Regions from separate parts of the Mus musculus genome. Here all the other regions are linked to region 5. The links are chromatin contacts, called in public Micro-C and promoter capture Hi-C maps. All regions are on one chromosome and are shown on one strand. The core of a region is the stretch at or near the end of the contact, and the rest is flanking DNA. Distances in the headings are between cores, read along the strand shown.

Region 1 (2,978 bases), core at 151-2,650, 1.6 Mb after region 5:
GGACAAGTTGTTCAATTGTTTCTGATTACCCCTGTTTCCATATTGTCACAGAATGTACAACTAAACTGTACAACTAAATGTATAACTAAACTGAAACGCTATGGAAGAACTTACACACACACACACAATGAACCAAAAAGGTCCCACTAAGTAAAAGGGCTGAAATGAAGCTACTGATTGACAGCTTGATTTCTGTTTTGTTGTTACCTCAAGTCTGTGTGTGGCACTTATCCCTTCCTTAGCTACTCTGTAAAGGCAACTCAGAATTTTACTAAAGAGAAATTCCCACCTTAGTTTCTTTTTTAATGGACCTTTTAACAAATCCTTTTTAACAAGACTATCAAAATCCCCTGCCAGAATAACGAGTTGGACTTACTCCTAAACTTAGGGGAAGTTTGTAGTAAGGTTTCAGCATGACGACGGGAGTGGTGGAAAGGGAAGTAATACTAGAAGTAGAAGTAGCAGTTAAGTTTCAAAAAGAAGGGTCAGCGTGGGACACGTTGGCTCTAGGAGGCGTTGGTAGCCTGGGAGTCTCTAGGGCAACACCAGATGCAAATAGTGCTTTGTCCTTAAATCCCTCGCATAATTTAAATTCTCCCTCTCGGATCGGAGCGACAAGCTCACTATTGGGTGGCAAGTCTAGCGAAGAAGGCGGGCTCGTGGTCAAGGGGCTCTTTATCCCGCAGGTCCCTGCAAAACAGCAATGCGCATGCGTCCTGAAGCAGCGACCAGGCACCCGGAGCTCCTTCACATTCGAGCATGCGCAGTTCCCCATCTCGCCGCAGGCGACAGCTCACTATTTGGCAAGGGGGATGGGGTTGGGGATATGATGGTGAGGGAGGCAGGAGGCAGGGGGCGCGTTTGTGTTTCCAGAATGCTTGAGGTAGGAAGAACGGACGGCTGACTAGGCTCTGGCTTCCTCGGGCCAGGAAACCAACATAGGAAATGGGGCAGAGAATAGTACATTAGGAAAAGTGTGTGTTGTGGGGGAGGGTTTAGTCACTTCTCAAGGAAAAACCCCGCACCCCAACAGGCCAACCCCTTCTTCGACTCTTGACACACACATACACACACTCACCTGAGAACGGCGGCGACAGCTGCTGGTCCCTGTCCCCCTGCGCTCGCCTCATACTGCCCGCAACATCCGGGACCTGCGGGACCGCCGATACACAAATACACTCTTGGAGCGCGCACACACATACAAACACATACACACACATACACACACACACATACACACATACACACACACACACCACACACACACACACACCACACACACACACACCACACACACACACACACACACACATACACACACACACACACACACATACACACCGACACACACCGGCCTGGGCGTCCTGTCGTCAGCACGTCGACGCAGCGAGCGCGTACCCGCCGGGCCCCACCCCGCGCGGCCTCCTCCCCCCAGCTTCCCGCCCCGCCCCACCCCGCCTCGCCCCGCCCCGTCCTGCCCCGCCCCACCCCGTCCCGCTCAAGACTCTCCAGCTCCTCCTCTTTTAAGACTCCGCCTACCTTCCCTAGTGCGCAAGCGTCGCGAGGTGGTGCCAGGGCCCGGGAATTTGGGCGGAAGGCGGAGCCAGAGTGGAAAGAGGCGGGAACTCGGAGGGGGTCGCGTGCAGCGCGCAGAAGTTCGCGCTGAGGTGCGAGGCCAGAATGGAGGAAGGAAGCTGAGATCCAGGGACCGGGTGGGTGGAGCAGCAACAGGCATTTCGCAACTGAAACCTAGTTGTGCAGTTTGTGGATTACCGATGACTTAGCTCTTACTTTCTTTTTTAGGCAACTCTCAGCTAAAATACTTTTTAAAGAACTTTTAACATGTGTTTTAGTTTGTTTTATTTTTTGAAATAGGGTCTTGCTCTATAGGATTGGTTGACCTAGCACTCTCTTTGTTGACAGGCTGGCCTTAAATTCATAGAGATCCATGTCCAATAAGCCTAGCCTGCAAATGCTAACATTTATAAGGTACTTTGCTAGAGTACTGTGAGGCACACCTTTAACCCCAGAACTCGGGAGGCAGAGGCAGGAGAAGCTCTGTGAATTTAAGGCCAGCTTGGTCTACTTACTGAGTTCACAGTCAGCTAGAATTACAAGGTGATACCGCGTCTTGAAAACTAAATAAATTAGCATTTGACAACAATAACCAAAGAGCTGTTCTTTCTGGGAAAGGCAGAAGGGGTGTGTGTGTGTGTGTGTGTGTGTGTGAGAGAGAGAGAGAGAGAGAGAGAGAGAGAGAGAGAGAGAGAGAGAGACCCAATGGAGAGGAAGCTGATTCTGTGACAATTCCTTGGCTAAGCCATCCGGGTCCCCAGTCTGTCTCATGTCTTAGCTCCCATGGACCAAAAGTGATTCTGGAGTTGGGTAGAATTGTCTCAGAGCATCTTGGCCCTGGAAGAAAACAGTCATCTTTGTGTTACATTCTTCGATTACCTTAAACTTAAAAGAAAATATTTTATTACTGAATCAAGCTCTCAAAAGCAAAAGCAGACTGCCTCTTGCATACACATATCAAGCACACACCTAGCTCTGAGAGATCAACCCAGTGACCCTGTGGGTCATGAGGTAACAGGGTTGCAGCCTAATTGAGAGCTGCTTCCTGGCACCCTACTGCTTTCCAGGCCTTGGGACAGTCTCCAGGAGACTCTGCTCCTATCTCTTGCCACATGCTCCTTGGCACCCAGTGGCTGGTGAGCCTGTTCAGCAGGGAAGGCTGGCAGCCCAGGAACCAAGCCACTGGGTTTGGAAAGAACCCCGACAGTGCCGGGAGGCTTTCCACTTTCAAGTATAGAAGCAGACCCCGTAATCCCCATATGAAATATCCTAGGAATTATAAGCAAAACCTTCCAAACCCTTGGGGCCTTACACAACCTAGATTCTAGATGAAATTGCTCTTATTGGTTTTTTTTTTCTCTGCTTTATTTTGAGGGTTTGGGGTTTTGAGATGATCTCACACA
Region 2 (2,812 bases), core at 66-2,565, 1.8 Mb before region 5:
TCTGACTCCAAGGTAGCTTGCTTCCCAGGATTCCCAGAACTCTCTGGAGCTTCCTAAGTGCAAGTAGAGAAAGACTTAAGGTTAAAAAAAAAAAAAAAAAAGCACCCCCCCTCCATCCCCAAGTGTAGAGATTACAGAGGACTTGGAGATAGGAGCAGGGTGGCTGGGGCTTACTCGACTGCTTGAAGATACGTGTCCATCTCTCTTTACAACCCAAGCCCCAGAGAACAGACCCCTTCCCCCAGGCCTCTGTGTTTCTCACTCCTGAGATGACTGCTGCTCTGAGAGAGATGCTAAGTGCTTCATGTGCTCATTTATCCGCCATCTCAGGGACGGGACGGTCACAAGAAATAAGCAGTGAATGCCTGACCTTGAGCCAGTCCCTGAGATGGCGGTCCCTTTTCTTCTTCAGTAAGAGGAGGGAAGATCCTCACTCCCTCCTCGCTTAGTAGGAGCTTGCTTTGCAGCTCAAGTCAGCTTCAAATTCACGACAGTCCTCCTACCTCAGCCTCTCAAGGACGGTGATTGCAGGCACGAGCCACTACACCCTGCCAATTCGGGGAGTTGAGGGGTGGGAGTTAAATGATCCTCATGTTCTCCCTAAACTGTGGGCTTCTTCTGCTATCATGAAGCCCTGCAGAGAGCAGACCCCCCTCTCTCTATGAGGACCTCAGAGCACTTTCCCTTTGTTCTCCTTTTTATTTCCCAGACAAAGGGAAATGACTCACCCCAAAGTCACTTGAGTGGGCAGTGTGGTGTCATATAAGCAAACAGGGAGTCCCTAGGGATATCCCCGTGCTATGCCAGTCCTACCCGTGGGGGCTGGGGTTAGGGTGAAGAAGAGAAAGGGGTTTTATTTACACTGCTTGTCGCCCACCTTGTCACCATAGCAAAAGATGCTTAAGTTCTTGATTTAAGGGAAATCTCTCCTCCCAGCTTGTCTTTCTCCCCCTAGTCACCACTAACCTCAGGGTGAGGTCAGTTCTCCAATCACGTGAAGCTCTCACGTTTGCTAGGTTTGCAGAAAGGGCCTTTTAGCTTTGATCTTCCACGGAGCAGTAAAGCTTGCCAGGCCCTCCCCAGGAATTCACATGCCCTTGCCATACAAGGCTTTCCAAACACGCCACCCTGACTCTTCAGAAAACCCCACCCCAGTCCACTTTCAGCTCCTCCCCGCTGCCAGCAAGCACTTTTGCAAAGCAGAAAAGGAATAGGCACACTCCACCTACATTGTCAGTAGACTACAAATCCCAACAATCCTGGCGGTGCGCAGGCGCACAGATCTCAACGTGCCGGCTGCTGGAAAAGTGTGTCACTGGGGCACGAGGCGCTCCCTGGAATCACATGGTACCTGCTCCAGTGCCGCGTGCGGCCCGGGAACCCTGGGCTGCTGGCGCCTGCGCAGAGCCCTCTGTCCCAGGGAAAGGCTCGGGCAAAAGGCGGTTGAGATTGGCAGAGTGAAATATTACTGCTGAGGAAACGTAGCAGGGCACACGTCTCTCTTTGCGTCCTGGTGCCTCATTTCTCCATCACCTACTTACTTCCTGGTTGCAGCTTCTCTTCCTTTGGGACTTTTGCACCCGGAGCTCCAGATTCATTACCCTGCTTCACTGCGGAGCCTTCAGGAGTGGCATCCGGTGCACTGCAGAGACCCGACTCTCCTTGCTACCTTATAGCCAGAACTGCTGCAGGCTGATTCTTCACACACACACTCTCTGCTCTTCCCATGCAAATCAGATCTCAGGTGCCTCAGCGTCCTACCCTTCTGGAGGGCTGCAGTATAGCCACCCCAAGACCTTACTGCTCAGTGCCTGGAATCCTGATTGCGAACTGCGGGGCTCACTCGTCTCCCTCAGCCATTGCCCAGGGGGCGAGAGAGGCCATCACAACCTCCAGTTTGTGTCAAGGTCCAGTTTGAATGACCGCTTTCAGCTGGTGAAGACATGACGACCCTGGACTCCAATAACAACACAGGTACTGAGATTCTTATCTTTGCTCTGTCACTGTCTCCATTTCCATCCAAGGCTTATGAGAGGAACTTTGTAAGGGATTGGGGATTCCCTCTGGCTGGTGTTTGTTACTGTGCTAAGATGAAAGCCACTAGGTAAGATTTCTAAAGAGGGTTATTACGGCTGGGAATGTGCCTAAAACGCATCACTAGCACCCCCTGAGTTCCCCTCAGTCCGAGAACGGATGAAATGGAGGGTGGATACCAGTGGCGAGTGGAAGAGTTTAGGGAGACTCAGCATTTTGAAGCAGTCTCTGGACACGTCCCCATTTGCCCACTCCTTGCAGCTATAGTATGCCTGTCTCTTTTCCCTTTTCTACAGTTCTAGCCTACTTCCAGGTAGTCTTGGGAAGTGGGGCGATCCGGGCTGGTGGGTTTGCGTGACTGGGTCAGAGTTCACAGGGGAATCCTCAGCGGCAGTGGGGAGCTTCATTTGAGGAGTCGGGTGCTTGGGACTCATCTCCAGGCAGGGCACCCACAGCGACTTAGCCTGGGGAGGGCTCACATGGCTGCAGAGCCGGGCCCACGTGCTGCATTTGTTTTCATTCAGTAGAAGCCGTGGCCGCCATCTCATTGGTCATTGCCTCCCGGCCTCGTTACATAATGAGCTCCGCCCCTCAAGTTGCCGGAGCAACGCTTGTCGCCTTCTCTCCTCCCCTCAGTTGTCCCGGCCCAGCTTGGTTTTAGGGCCAGCCTACGACCCAGGACGCCCGGGAGGGGCGGGGCGAGGGCGGGGTTTTCCTTGCGACAGAAGGGAAGCGGAGAAGGCGGTGCTTCGAGTTCCGGGGTTCCTCGTTGGGGTGC
Region 3 (2,700 bases), core at 81-2,580, 1.4 Mb before region 5:
AACTCTGTGGAGAGGATTCTCTTTTCCCACCTTTATTGAGTTCTGGGAATCGAGTTCAGTGAAGAGCCTTCACTCACAGGTGGCTAGCCCACCCAGACAGTTTTAAGTTGTTCATTTACTTAAAGAAGGAAAGAAAGAGAGAGAGAGAGAGAGAGAGAGAGAGAGAGAGAGAGGGAGGGAGGGAGGGAGGGAGGAAGGAAGGAAGGAAGGAAGGAAGGAAGGAAGGAAGGAAGGAAGGAAGAAGGATCTCAAAGTGTCTCCCATGGAAAGCAAAGTTCTACTTTAGTGCCAGAGGTGAGCAGGACAAGAAAGGACTCCATCCCATCGGGGAAAGACAAGCCACTACATAGTATCCATCCAGTGCTAACAATCATCCTTAAAACACAGCCTTTAATTGGTAACAGGAAAACAAGCAGGAGCAAGAGGGCCAAAGCACACAAGGACAAGAGACTCTGGAGACATGGACCTTTAAAGTGCATCTGGAGCAACAGAGTGAAGACCAGCAGGCCAGGCCAGGCTGAGTTGAGGAGTTAGTAAGGAATTGTAAGAAAGAGATTGGTCAACCTTGAATTTTAGAAAGTGGAGCCGTGGTTAGTTTTGGGTTTTGTTGTTGTTCGTTTTTGTGTTTGTGTCTGCTTGACACTGGCTAGGGTCATCTGGGAAAAGGGTACCTCAATTAAGAAAATAAATGCTTCCTTCAGACTGGCCTGTCAGCAAGTCTACAGAGGACACTCTCTTGATTAATAATTGACATGGGAGGGTCCATACCACTGTGGGAGGTGCCAACCCTGGGCAAGTGGTCCTGGGTGTTGTTAAGTGACTAAGCCAGTAGGCAGCACTCCTTCGAGGCCTCTGTTTCCGCTCTTACCTCCAGGTTCCTGCCCTGGCTTCCCTCCATGATGGCTTGTGATGGGGTGACATAAAGCAAACCCCAAGTTGGTCTTTATCACAGTAACACAAAGCTAAATAGGAGAGAAATGCCTACTGGAGGGGACCAAAGTAGAGACAAAGACACCTGTTAAGAAGTTCTTCAGCTCTTTTAATGGCAGCGTCTTTAATCAAGATGCTGACATAAGAAATGGGGATAAGTGGGGTACCCAGAACATTTGGAAACTGGAATCTAAGAGAGTGGGTGACAGAAAGGCGTCTGCTTGAAACAAAGACCGTGTAAAATAGAAGGGAGAAAGTACACTTAATTTGCTCCTGGGCGCAAATCGCCCCTTCTCCTTAGGTGCTGTATATGAAAAGAGGAGACAGCAGTATAGAGGTGGGGTACCCGCCCACTGAAATCCGGGAACTTTTATTTAAAGTGGGCGGGCGTCAGCGGAGGATGCAACGATGAACACAGGTACTTCCGGTTGTTACGGAAGTGGGACTTCGTCTTCTCCCAAGCTCCTCCCTCAGCGGCCGGGCACAGTGACAGAATGGCCAAGCGGACGGCGCCGCTGCTGCTGCTAACCTTGGCAGTGGGACTCGCGGGGGGTTCCCAGGGCGACCGCGAGCCCGTGTACCGCGACTGCGTGCTCCGATGCGAGGAACGGAACTGTTCGGGAGACGCACTGAAGCACTTCCGCTCCCGCCAGCCAATCTACATGAGCCTAGCTGGTAAGCCCCGCCCACCCGTGAAAGCCCCGCCTGTTCGTCTTGGCTCCGCCTACTGTGCCCTGCTGTTCTGCAACTTAGAACCTCAGTTTCCCTCAGCGTTCTCTCAAGAGTGTTAATGTCAGGAGCCTCCTGAGTGTGTGTGGAGGGGTGGGAAGGTGGGGGGGGGGCTATTGCATCAGCCTACCCCACCTTTCCAGAGGTTTCATGTTATTTATTCAAACCACTACTTTTTAAATACAAAGAAGACCTGAAGTAACCCAGGAAGCAGACCAGGAGCCTGCCCTTCTGGGCTTATAATCCCCAGGCAGGTGAACATTAGCCTTCTCCAAGACAGAATAGTTTGAGACCTAATGGGCCCATAGGTTAAGCACTATACGCATTTGGAAGTGAAAGGGACGGAGTCAGCTTCAGTGGGTGGAGGCAGGGTGTTCAACCACAGAACAATTTAAACAGGATGGAATTGATGTCAACCAACATATTGAGCACCCACGTTGGACGGGTGTCACAGCAGGTCAGCTGGCTTTCACCACAACCCCGTCAGATACTTTCCCTAATCCGCTTTAAAGATGAGAACACTCAGAGAGACTAAGTACCTTGCCCAAGGTCACACCGTCTGTAAAGTGGCAGAGCAGAATTCCCAGATCTGACCTGTTTGACCAACAGCTCCTCCACATTATTATCCGGTTTCCATTCCAGACAGAGGCAACAGAGAGCTTGGAGGTCCTAGGAGGATTTGGGTACATGAAGCATCTTGGTTTACCCAGAGATCAGGGAGCAGGAAGATTAGGGGCAATAAGGAAACAAAGGTACCGGGGAACCTGAGGAGTCTGATGAAAGGTCTGAGCTCGATTTTCACAGGACATAGGAGGGCACCAAAGATCCCTCCCTGGGTTCAGGATGGACAAGTATGAACCTAGGTCTCCAAGAGGGGCCTGCCAGATCCTAAGAGCTTAGATCAAGGGAGAAGAAACTATTCTCTTTGCTCCCACTGATATAATATATTCTCCCCCCCCCCCCGCTGTGTGTGTGTGTGTGTGTGTGTGTGTGTGTGTGTGTGTGCGTGCGTGCTCGAGCGCACACCCACCCTCTCTTCTC
Region 4 (2,861 bases), core at 202-2,701, 1.6 Mb after region 5:
TTCCTATCTAGCAAGACTCCTGTAACAGAATACCTTCAGGAAGAGGATATGCAATGTCCAAGCTTAGTCATCTGCAGAAAGCACAAGAGACTGGTGTAGGGACTGTCACAGTAGGATGGCAGGGACCATAGCTTCTGTACATTTGGTACAAACTTAGACTTAGGAAGTGTGCAATGATCCTTTCACATCTGGTGTGAATCAAACGCAAACTTCACTTTTAACTTACTGCCAACCTCCTCATGCAAGTAGGTTCCCTTTCCGTTCCAAAGGGCCTGCAATTGTGGGTCCCATCACAGCCTTAAGTGTGAAAGCAAGGTTAAATTTGCTCCACCCTAGTTTCCCCACACCCACCACATCAAGCTGCTATTAAGAAACTGCTTCGGCGCTGTTCAGAAAGTGGGGTATTTAACACAGCATACTTGATTGTAAGCACTCCACTGCCACGTTGGCTGGGAATGCTCAGGGCAAAACACCTTCGGAGGAGGCAAGAAGTAGGATGCAAACTGCCCAACTCCTGTACATAAGCACACACGCACAGAATAACTGGAAAGAGACAGCCATGTTAAGCAAGTCAGAGATATGGGAACATTCAACTTCGGGGCTACCCCGAGAGGAATGTAGAAAATCGGTAACAGAGGTATGTTTGCACCGAAGTAAAAGCCGTTAAACTAACTTATTCCAACGGGCTGAGTTCAAATCATCTCCTGGAAGAAGCATAATGTGAAAGCGCACGTGAAGTGGTGAAGAAAGGAACTCGAGAGCCATAGAGAGAGACGCTGGGGCCAAACTCAAGCAGGAGAAGTAACACATGGCTCCACCCGGCTCTCTTCCATGCCCCTCCCCCTCACTGAGCAGGCGTCCAGCGCCCACCGGTTCTGGCTCCCAGTGAAGCCCTCGACTCCGGACGCCCACAACACTCCTTGCACGCACTCTAGCACTTCTCACACCGCCCGGGCGGACACTTCGGACCACTTTTCGGTTACGCCCCCCCAAAGCTAGCTTCCATCTGCCAGGTCCCTCCCCTCTGGTCCCCGGCCCATGCACCCGGCACCCCGTCCCGGAGTTGCACCGCAGGTTCGCAGCTGCTCGCCTTCGCTCCCTCCGCCCTCGCGAACTCTGAGCGCCCCTTTTTCTCTTCTCTCACCTCCCATCTACTTCTAGTACTCTCCAGCCCGTCGCCCCAGCACCCGCTCCGGACCCGGCTCACCTGCGCGGCCACCCCCGTCCCGGCGCTGGTGAGGCTGCTGCAGCTGGAAGGGGACCGTAGCCCTGAGTGGCTGCAGACCGACCCGGGGGGAGCCAGCGGGCGCCGGTGGAGAGCAGCCCCGCCGGAGACCCCCCGCCCCTCCGCGCCCCGGCCCCCAGGAACCTCCGCCTCGGCCGCCCGCTGCGGCCCCGGACATGGCCCACCCGGCTACCTGCCGCCTCACCCCCACGGCGAGCCCCACACTGCCCCCAACCCCCGCGGCCGCTACTTATCTGCCCTACGGGCGCGGACCGGCCCCCTCGGCCCAGAGTTCTAATTGGCCTACAGAGTCCCAGGACCTCCCCCTCAACCAATCCATGGCGGGGCTCTTCTGTTTCCGAGGATGATTGGTCCATGTGCTCAGCCATCAAGTCAAGACCCCCACCCTCCTGATTTTCTTCTTTTCTTTTTTTTTTTTTTTTTTAATGTCCTTAAGGCTGCCGATTGGACCTTCCAGTAGAGGGCTGGTTCTTCAGCACTGCCAATGAGAAGGTTCAAAGGGGAGGATCGTCACACCCAGTCCCAGGTAGTATGCAAATATATGCCATGTGATGTCAGGCTGTGCAGGGGGCGGGGCTGGATGTGGACTGGAATCAAACACTACTGAAATCTTTAAAGGTGGTAGTGTCAAACTCTAAGCAGTTTCAATGGGACTGAGAATGCCTAACTTCAAAAGCCATTACATTTAGTTTAACTAAAAAACATTAGTTTTCAATTCTCATGAGATTTCACTGCAGCTGACAAACTCCAAACTGAGATTCGATAAATTTATAGAAGGTTTGCCTATCATTTGCATGAGCTTTGCATTAAATTCGTACATTTAATGGCTACCTCGCCTCACATGACACTCATTTGTCTTCTACGTTTCCAAGTCCCTTCCTGAAGCTGGTCCAATCTCAATAAAAACAGCTGTTAGTCTGTAAATTAACTTGAGCCTTTAAAAGGGAGCTGGGAATTTCCCTTCAGAACCATCCATTGTAAGTGTACCTAGCAAAACAAAGTAAATGATAAATCTGATCAAGTTTGATAGTGACTCCACTAGGAAATCTTTGTCTTTCCAGCTCAGTTGCTCTCTGACCTACAAGTCAAAGACCAGATGGTCCCCAAAGAGAATACTGGCAAGCTGTGAAAATTATATGCTATGTATATGTGAACACATTTTCGGAAAAAAGAAAAAGCAGTATTTAAGATACTATTAAAACAATGCATCTCAAAAAAAAAAAATCCATTACTCTTGCTACTTTGTTCTATATATGGAAAAGAAACAGAGCCAATTAACGCTGGACTGTCTGTGAGAAGGGACCATCCAAGTAATTGGATAATTCCCTCTAGATTTATATTTAGTTATGAATTCTAATTTTGACCTTGCTACCGATTTGTCTTTCTATTTCAGTCTCTACCGAGTTTAGTATTTTTTTTAAAGGTATTCCCTTGAAGCCACACTTACTAATCAGAGGAAAGGGAGTAAACTGGGTGTGCGTGCTGCGAGAGTACCTTGGGATCCAATACTGAAAGCAGATAACGCTCAGAGTGGGAATGCAACAGTTGGCTGAATATTAAAATCAGACCAGAACACAGAACATGGAGGCAAAGGAACATACTGTGAAAAGATTTT
Region 5 (2,700 bases), core at 70-2,569:
CTGGGGAACAGCTCGACGATACAGTTCATGCTTAGTGTTTATACAGTTCATGCTTAGTGTTGGGGACTTGATCCTCAGCAAATAAGACCCCAGCAGGGATGTATGTGTCTCATCTACCTGCGATCAATGTCTCTCAAATGTTGATTTGGGAAGCTTTGTTACATGTTCTTATAAGTTAATTTACTGGATGTAAAACATTTTTTTCTCACTGTGGGTTAAAACAACAAAACAAAACCAACCAGGAAGGGTGGTACTATGAGGTGGATGTGTGAGTGCTCTGGCTTCAACAAGAGTCTAAGGGTCCACTGCAGATGGGGTGTGGGGTTTCCTACCCACGCAGGTCTCAAGCCAGCGTGAATTCCCTCTGAGTGCTACGTACAGCTTGCCTAAGTTAGTCGTTCGCAGAGGGCCTGGAAGAGAAAGCTAAACCTACCTGTGGTGCCTGTCAAGCACGGCCCCTCATACAGGAGGAGATGAAGCAGAGACCAAGCAGGGTCGCTAGGATGCCAGCGTGCAATTCTGCCCACCTGAGGCGCAGGCTAAAATGCAGATTCTAGGCACACACACCCCGCCCCCCGGGAAATAGCAAATGTAACTAGGGACGACCCTAGGGATCTGCTTTTGATAAAGGCTCAAACACGCCTGTCTGAAGCTGAGAGGATCAGGGAAGCTCTGCGAAACATTGGTGAAGATTAACAGGGGCTTGAGATGACATAATGACAATTCCCTCTAGGAAGTGCCAGGTAACCCAACTCCTGCCAGGTCGTCGACTCTCGAGAGGCGATGGATGGCGGGCGAGGGCCTGAGGTGAAGGCGATGCGCTCACTGGGGGCCGGGCACCGCGTATCCGACAGCTACACTTGAGACTCACCATGCCAGACTGTATTGAGAGATGTATAAGCTCTTTACGGGGCATTTCACAGTAGCACTTCTGATTGGCTTTAGGGCAGATCTATCACTTATCTGCTGGGTTAGAGGTGGGTGGAAGGTCAATTACGACCAATACAAAAACACTTCTCGGCTAAGCCCCTCCTCACCCAGCTTCCTGTTGCTGTCCATCAACCTCCTAGCAGGCGGGACTTTGCCTCCCGCCAGTTGGCTAAAGGATACGTCGTTCATTCCCCCGTTGATTTCCGGTTGGCGACTCCTACCGTCTATCAATGACACTTCACAGTTCTATTGGCCAGACCAACGTCACTCTAGATGCTTCCCAATGATTGGTTGAAAATGCTGTCGGTCCCCAATGTACCAAGCGTTCATTGGTAAAAGCTGCCGTCGCTCGGGCGGTGGCGGGCTCCGGGATTGGCGGGTGCTAGGCGGGCGGTGTCAGGCTCTCGGTGGCGGCGGAGGCGGCGGAGGCCAGGGAGGAAGATGTCGTAATGAGCGGTGGGTCCTGGCGTCTGCCGGCGGCGTCTTCCCGGCCCTCAAGGGTCGGGAAGACGGACAGAGGCCTCGGGGAGGGGAGGCCGGAACCGGGGGTGCCCCCCTGGGACTGGGACTGGCGCCGGGGCCCGGCTACGGGAGGGGCGGGGGAGGAAGGATTCCCGCCCGGAGGAGGAGCGCGGCTGGCCGGCCGGGCGGAGGCACCCGGAAGGGGGCGTTAGACTCCCCGCCCCTCGGAGCCCCGGGCGGGAGGGCGGCGCTTCCGGGGCTGGCAGGCGGCGGGGGCAGCAGGGCGAGCCTGATAACCCCCTTCGCCCCCTCAGCTTGGGTCGCGCCGGGCCTTCAGCCTGCGCCCGAGTTTGCTCCACGCAGGCGGCCGACGCCCCCTCGGGCTCGTCCTGTGGGCAGCCCAGGCTTGGGACCCAGGTGGTGCCAGTCAGATGGGCCCTGCTGGTCTGAACTGCAGCCTGCTGGCCGGGCCACCGCAGTCCCAGAGGGTGGCAGGATTGGAGGGAACGCCCTAGGCAGATGACTGCTGAACGAAAAACCGACTTTTAATGTTTATACCTGGATCCTTGAGCCTGCGGCTAGTATCTGCAAGCTCTTGGAATTTTAGAAGTTTGGAGAACTTGTGGACAGAGCTCCCAGGCTATGGCCCGATGCCCCTTGCGGGGGGTGGGGGGGTTGGGCAAAAATGCACTGGAATTCCAAAAAAGCGTAGGCGCTATCGCTCGTAACAGATGACCTAAGAAATAAAATAGATGCTTTTCTTCATCCGCGTTGCTGGCTTAAGGGTGCTCAGAATCTTCCCTTCCTTCTTAGGTTTCTTTCCCAGTGCCTTATTCTAGTTTTAGTAGAAAAGGAACTGTCTTTTGCGCTGGGCGACTGAGAAACCTGTCCTCTCTACATTCCTTGGTTTTGATTCTAATAGCCTGTCATGTTTAATCGTTTCATAACTAACATGATCCAGGGGGACTCTGTTTGGTTTTTTCTCCTGAACTTTCCCCATTTTTAGGAGGTTACAGGATTATTACATATCAAAATAAAAGTTTGGGCCTGTAGAGGCCTGTCAACGAGGAGAGAGGCAGACCATAGCCAGTGGTCTGTGAGCCAGGAATTGGCCCAAGGGTCCCCTTTATACAGATTTCATTGTAGAAAGGCGATTAACTTTTCAGTGTGTACTGGCAGGAACAGGCTACAGCTGTTCCATGCTGTGCCCTAGAAGGCCCTTGGCATTACAGAGGACAAAACCCTGAGTTGAGACACCCCCCCCCCACCCCCCTGTGGTGATGAAGGTTGAATCCACAAATGTTGGAC
Region 6 (2,700 bases), core at 13-2,512, 1.3 Mb after region 5:
TGTGTGTGTGTGTGTGTGTGTGTGTGTGTGCTCGCGCGTGTTCCTGATGTTGTTGTTGGGGGAGGGATGAGCTAGATGTAATCAAAGACCGGCCCGCTTCAAAGAGGAGCATACAGGATCTTAAATCCTAAAGACTGACTTCGAGGCAAAGCAGAGACATCTATCATTTCTACAATAGTCATCCCTCGACAACGAACATGTTTCATAGAGATGTAACAGGGGTATCCCTCTCTTTGGTGTCTCCGACCTGGGACTCTTTAGTAAAGCCTGATTGGAGGGGTGGACGAAGTGAGGGTGGAGAAAGGTCTGCATCGCCCACTGGGCTGAGTGTGGTGCTGCGGGTGGCGAGTGTACATCACATGCGTGTTATCTCCTGGTGCCACAATACTCTCGAGGGCTGGAGGTTTGGGCGCAACCGCACGGCGGGGGAGGTAGTGGGTGCAAGCCACCAGCTGCAGGGCAAGAGAATGCTCTCCTCAGCCTACTAACCCGTGCACCCCGGCCACCCCGTCAGGCCTCGAGGCGAACCCACTCGCTGCAAAACTGCAGCTAAGCTGGGGAGAGGGGGCGGGGGTACGGAGCCGGCACCCCGGGCCAAGCTGAGAGCGGCAGACGCGCAGCGCCCGGGGCCTGCCCGCCGGATGGGGGCTGCTCCGGCCTAGCGCACGCAGCTGCCTCGGCGCAGGCTCCTCCGGCTCCGCCAGCCCGGCCGGGCGCAGAGGAAACGCGGCTGCCAGGGCGCCGCCGCGGCGGGAGGCGAGAGCGCGGGGAAGGGGCTCCTACTCACCCGGGCCGCCGCCGCCGCCGCCACCGCCACCACCGCCGCTTCGGCGGCCCATCCCCGCGGCGGGGGCCTGTCGCCGCGCCGCGCCGCGTCGCTCCAGTCCCCACCGCCCGCCGTGCCGGCCCCTCCCCCTGCCCAACGTCTGCGCTCTGGGCCGATCCTCAGACCCGGCCTCGGCCGCCGCCGCCGCCGCCGCCGCAGCGCTACGTGGCCGCCGCTCCGACGTCTCGCGACTCCCTTCCGAGCGCGCGAGGCCGAGCGGGGCCGCGGAGCGGGCGGCGCGCGGGGCGGGCGGCGGGGGAGGGGGTGTGCTGTAGGGATGTCGTGCGCGAAGGGGGCAGGGAGGCCGGCGGGAGCGCGCGCGCGCGCACGCCCCTGCACGCGCCCCCCCCTCCCCCCCGCGCGGTCGGGATCCCGACACCTCCCCCCCCTACACACCCCATCCCCGGCTATGGGGGTCGGCGCGCATGCGCGGCCCTCGGCTCGGCCTGGGCGCACCTTTTCTCCCTCCTGCCACAATGTGAGCGCTCAGCCGAGCAGATAACCGCCGGCTGCCTGCTCCACCCCCGGCCCTTGCCCACTCCGCCCACTCCCGAGCGCCCAGGTAAAGTCGTGGGCTGCGCATGCGCGACGCTTAAGGGGGTGGGGGCGTGGTTTTCAAAAGGAAGCCTGAAGGCAGAAGACGAAGTATCTGTGGGCAGGGGGTTTGAGATCCTAAGAAATAAGAAAACGTAAAAGTGCAAAGGGGGGAGAAAGTGGAAAAGTGGGTCAGAGTGAGATTTGGAAGTAGATATCTTTGACTTATGGAATACGGTTCAAAAAGAAAAAAACCCTAATTGCTGGCCACCTTGTTAGTAGAGAGCAGTCAGTGAGTGACAGAAATAGAAGGGGCGACACTTGTAAGAAGTAGCCATCCACCAGACAAATGGGATAGTTGATTACAACTAGGGGGATTTAGAGACCGCCAGTATGGTAAGCAAACAGGATGGACTGCTGGGCTCATCCTGTGGCCAGAAATAGGGAAGTGTGTGCGTGCGTGCGTGTGTCTGTGTGGTCTGTGTGTGTGCGCGCGTGCGCTAGAGTCCCAGAACTGTTGCAAGAAAGGAAGGCTCCATTGGAAGAAGCATGACCACATTATGACTAATTAGCTATTAATCATTAATATAATTAATGGTACTATTAGCTAACAAGGTAGCATTTATCCAAGCTCAGAGCCAAAAGAGAGTGTCTGTAATTGAAAGTGCTTAGTGTACAGGGAGAGGAAATGACTTGGCAAGTGAAGTCTCCATGAAAAAGACCCAAGATGACATCCCTAAGATCAGGATAACCCTTCCCCACCAGAAACCAAACTTCTGAAGGTCTCTACAGCTTGAATGGAGCTCCTAACATTGTTGGTTTTTATTGTTGGGCTCTACTACATTTTTTCTTTCTTTCTTTCTTTCTTTCTTTCTTTCTTTTACATTGTGTGTATGAATGTTTTACCTGGATGTGTGCATGTGCACCTGTGACATTTGATGGATTCCCCTGGAACTGGGGTTATGAGTGGCTTGTAGGACGGGGGGGGGGGGGGCGGCTAGGAATTGAACCCAGGTCCGCTGTAAGAGTAAGAAGAGCTTTTAACTTCTGAGCCATCTCTCCAGCCCTCTTCTTCTAACATTAAGAACATAGGATATTAATGTTCTTCCACAAAAGCTGACCCCCACATCATAGAAACAATTTCCATATAGATGCAGCTAACTTTTTCTCCCAGAACAGCCGGCCATAACCCACTCACCCAAACCTTCGAGGGAATAAAATGACCTGAGTCTGGGACAAAGTTAGGAGCTTGAAGCTTTATAAAGAGCTGACTCTGTCTTTGGCCCCTTCCAAAAACAGGTGTTTGGGTTTTATTGTACTTAGACTCCAGAAGCCAGGAA
Region 7 (2,952 bases), core at 201-2,700, 1.7 Mb before region 5:
GAGGTGAGGAAGTGCTGGGAAGTTGGTTAAGTTGGCCTGTGGGGCTCATTAAACGTTAACGGTAGGACCAAGACTCCAACCCAGTCTGTCTCTGGACAGAGTCTGTCTGTCTCTCAGCCTGGAGGAAGCGGGGTAGGGGGCGAGGGGTGTCTTCCCAAAAAACAGGCCTCTGAAAATATAGAGAGCTTCCAGGGTGCCCAGGTGTGCTGCCATGACCCCCTCCAGATGGTACTCACCTGCTGCCAGATGGTGGTGGCAAAGTTGGCAACATCCAGCTGAAGCAAGTCCAAGGTGGGGGCCAGGGCAGGGGAAATACCCGATAGAGCCTGCAGGAGACCTTGGTAGAGGCAGAGCCCACTGTGGAGCTGGCTTAGGCACTGTGTCTGGGGAAGATAGCAGGGTTAGGCAGTACATCTTGGGATGCTTGCTCTCTTCAGGAGCCCAAATAGTAGGATGTAGTCCTTCCTTCTCCCCCTCCTCCTCCTTCTTCCCCTCCTTCTCCTCCCCCTCCTCCCCCTCTTCTTCCTCCTCCCCCTCCTCCTCCCCCTTCTCCCCCTCCTCTCCCTCTTTCTCCTCCTCCCCCTCCTCCCCCTTCTCCTCCTGGTCCTCCTTTTTCCGAAAATACTCACCTGCTGCAGGGCCTGGCTAGAGCAGCCACTCAGGGAAGCCTTCGGGATCCCCAGAGAGTGGCCCAGCAACACCAGCTCCTCGGGGTGACACAGCTTGTAGGTGGCACACTGTAGATGGAAGGATACTGAGGGTGCTCACCTGGGCCAGGCTCTTTGTCCAGCTCAGGTCCTCCTGGCTTCTCAGCTCCCTACCTTCCTAGTGACCCTAAGGACTGTCCCATCCAGAGGTCCCACTGCTGTCTCTACTCATTCTCTTTCCTGTGCCCTTCTCCCCCCATGTTCCCTTCCTCAATGTTTCTGTCAGTATTCTGAGGGTGCCATCTAGGCTCTTGTGCACACTGGGCAAACACTGTCAACTGCTGTGTGTTCCTAGTCTGCCCTCTTCTCATTTGTGCTCCTGCCTCCCCCGCTACCCCCCCCAAGTCCTTCCCTCCACACCTATGGCAACCCCACTCACCAACTGCTCCAGCAGCACCGAGCCGCTGGCCTGGATCTTCCTCACTTGCTCCAGGGACTTAAGCAGGAAGCTTCGGGGCAGAGGCAGGGATGGTGGCAGAGCGCTGACAGTGACCAGGGGAACGGCCTCTCGTCCTGACCATAGTGCACTTTGCCACAGCAGCAGCTGCAGGGCTAGGAGCAAACAGACGGGTCTGAGGCACTTGTTATCCGGCCTCTCTCCATTCCACACCCAGGGCAGGTAACCAGGGCACTCACCCATTAGCTTCATGCGCCTCTGGGCAGAAAGTTGAGCCATGGATTCTGGGTGATCTGGGCTGCAGCTCTGGGCTCTGCCAGGGCCCAGCTCCAGGGGGCCTTTATACATAAAGCCATCAAGGCCCCGGGAGGAAATTACCTGGGGCTGGGGCAACTCAGGCTTAGTAATAACTTCCCAGGATTTATGCAAATTTGATGATAGCTCAGGACAATGCAGGGGGTTGGGGAAAAGCTGTTTGCGAAAGTTTTTGTGAAATCGGGGAATCTCTGTTCCTTCCTTGACGTCTTGTCCCCCCCTCAAACTCTCTTCCTCTCTTCCAGCCACACCCAGGCCTGAATCGCTGCAGGGTGTTGGATCTGGATCCGAGTTGTCCAACAAGGCTGGTGAAACCCTGGAGGGGATAGCAAGGAACTCAGACCCTGGGGAAGAATGGGTGCTCAGATCAAGACTGCTTCTGTCTCTCCATCCTCTGGCAGACGTGCTTGGGGAGCCCCCTCTGCCCTTCATTTGTGATTCTCAAGTCACCTATACCTGGGACAAACATCCCGAGAGAAGAAAGAACCTGTCCTCTTTTCAGACCCATAAGCTTCCTGGTGGCTGCCTCCTGCTTTTCTGGGAGCCCTCCACAGCACCCTAGGTAGGGTCTTGCTGTCTACGCCTGCCCCACATTTGGATAAAAATAAATTGGTCCAGCATTCAGGCCGTTCTGTCCCAGGCTGATTAGCTGGGAACTCCCCAATACCCCCCATTATGACTCATTTCTTTAAGCCCCTGGATCCTGGCAGAGAGGCCAGAGGAAACCGGATGTCTGTCTTGAATGAATCAAGACCCTCTGGGGCTCCTGGCTCACCTGACCTTGCCTTTCTGCTTCCCTTGGCACATTACCTCGATGTCGTGGAGTCTGGGGCATCTGGAGGGCGTCGGAGGCTGGGTCATGGAGTGTCCCGACGATCTCTGCTCATTATGTAGCAGTGGTGTGAGCTGGCTTGAGTCGATGCATGCTGAGGTGAGAAAGGAGGAGCTGCATCTCCCATCCTAGAACTCTGCCCAGTGTTAGCTCTGAAAGAGACCTTGGTGATTTCACCTCTGTGAACTGGGCCAGAAAGGGAAATGCCTTGCCCAATCATGGGTAGTAGGGATGGAGGGACATCCCAGTCGCTCTCAGTCCCAACAGGGTATTACTACCTAAAAAGGAGGACGGCATTCCTTGTCTGACTGATGGCATCTCGATCTGGTACTTTCTGAACTATTTCACCCCCACCAAGGTGGGGCCAAGGAATATAGACATTTTTTGATGTTGAGGCATACCTGATGGGGTGGGGCCAACTCTGGGGCTAGGGTGCCCTCTGGTGGCCACAGATGTCATGGACATTAACTACATAGCCTCTGCTTGAGAGGACAGGCCAAGGGATTCCCATTCTGTTTGTTTATTTGTTTGTTTTTGTTTTTCAAGACAGGTTTTCTCTGTCTCGATAGCCCTGGCTATCCTGGAACTCACTCAGTAGATCAGGCTGGCCTCGAACTCAGAAATCTGCCTGCCTCTGCCTCCTGAGTGCTGGGATTAAAGGCGTGCGCCACCATGCCCGGCGAGATTTAATTCTTAAAACA

The links. Promoter capture Hi-C pulls out the DNA fragments that hold promoters and counts their contacts. Hi-C and Micro-C count contacts between places; a contact is called where the count stands out from the background.
Region 1: a promoter capture Hi-C map of liver shows a contact between it and region 5, with 3 times the contacts expected there. The contact joins the promoter of Spop here to the promoter of Sp2 in region 5. A contact is called at or near these places in 3 of 39 promoter capture datasets (hippocampal neurons, liver and pre-B cells) and 1 of 115 datasets of contacts at active chromatin or transcription factors (astrocytes).
Region 2: a contact with region 5 is called in a Micro-C map of embryonic stem cells, with 6 times the contacts expected there. The contact joins the promoter of Nr1d1 here to the promoter of Sp2 in region 5. A contact is called at or near these places in 1 of 484 Hi-C or Micro-C datasets (embryonic stem cells) and 1 of 115 datasets of contacts at active chromatin or transcription factors (embryonic stem cells).
Region 3: a contact with region 5 is called in a promoter capture Hi-C map of liver, with 3 times the contacts expected there. The contact joins the promoter of Pgap3 here to the promoter of Sp2 in region 5. A contact is called at or near these places in 2 of 39 promoter capture datasets (liver and pre-B cells).
Region 4: a contact with region 5 is called in a promoter capture Hi-C map of liver, with 4 times the contacts expected there. The contact joins the promoter of Fam117a here to the promoter of Sp2 in region 5. A contact is called at or near these places in 4 of 39 promoter capture datasets (hippocampal neurons, liver and pre-B cells), 1 of 115 datasets of contacts at active chromatin or transcription factors (astrocytes) and 1 of 9 other capture datasets (liver).
Region 6: a contact with region 5 is called in a promoter capture Hi-C map of pre-B cells, with 5 times the contacts expected there. The contact joins the promoter of Zfp652os here to the promoter of Sp2 in region 5. A contact is called at or near these places in 3 of 39 promoter capture datasets (hippocampal neurons, liver and pre-B cells) and 2 of 115 datasets of contacts at active chromatin or transcription factors (extraembryonic endoderm stem cells and stem cell-derived neural progenitor cells).
Region 7: a promoter capture Hi-C map of liver shows a contact between it and region 5, with 4 times the contacts expected there. The contact joins the promoter of Csf3 here to the promoter of Sp2 in region 5. A contact is called at or near these places in 2 of 39 promoter capture datasets (liver and pre-B cells).

The regions. Positions count from the first base shown.
Region 1 is chr11:95,412,505-95,415,482 of GRCm38.p6, reverse strand. Spop (speckle-type BTB/POZ protein) reads right to left here and starts at 1,400. Exons shown (of 10, transcript NM_001359107.1): 1 at 1,079-1,400.
Region 2 is chr11:98,773,880-98,776,691 of GRCm38.p6, reverse strand. Nr1d1 (nuclear receptor subfamily 1, group D, member 1) reads left to right here and starts at 1,315. Exons shown (of 8, transcript NM_145434.4): 1 at 1,315-1,974. The coding sequence starts at 1,944. It overlaps Gm31862 (a long non-coding RNA gene), which reads right to left and starts at 1,281. Exons shown (of 4, transcript XR_880204.3): 1 at 878-1,281; 2 at 1-53.
Region 3 is chr11:98,399,120-98,401,819 of GRCm38.p6, reverse strand. Pgap3 (post-GPI attachment to proteins 3) reads left to right here and starts at 1,330. Exons shown (of 8, transcript NM_001033537.2): 1 at 1,330-1,605. The coding sequence starts at 1,425.
Region 4 is chr11:95,335,608-95,338,468 of GRCm38.p6, reverse strand. Fam117a (family with sequence similarity 117, member A) reads right to left here and starts at 1,451. Exons shown (of 8, transcript NM_172543.4): 1 at 1,208-1,451. The coding sequence starts at 1,403.
Region 5 is chr11:96,976,307-96,979,006 of GRCm38.p6, reverse strand. It overlaps Sp2 (Sp2 transcription factor), which reads left to right and starts at 1,319. Exons shown (of 7, transcript NM_001080964.2): 1 at 1,319-1,386. The coding sequence starts at 1,380.
Region 6 is chr11:95,711,316-95,714,015 of GRCm38.p6, reverse strand. It overlaps Zfp652os (zinc finger protein 652, opposite strand), which reads left to right and starts at 1,262. Exons shown (of 2, transcript NR_045780.1): 1 at 1,262-1,388.
Region 7 is chr11:98,699,811-98,702,762 of GRCm38.p6, reverse strand. Csf3 (colony stimulating factor 3 (granulocyte)) reads right to left here and starts at 1,450. Exons shown (of 5, transcript NM_009971.1): 1 at 1,344-1,450; 2 at 1,087-1,259; 3 at 630-737; 4 at 237-383. The coding sequence starts at 1,383. It overlaps Gm38985 (a long non-coding RNA gene), which reads left to right and starts at 1,253. Exons shown (of 3, transcript XR_001780319.2): 1 at 1,253-1,326; 2 at 1,665-2,350.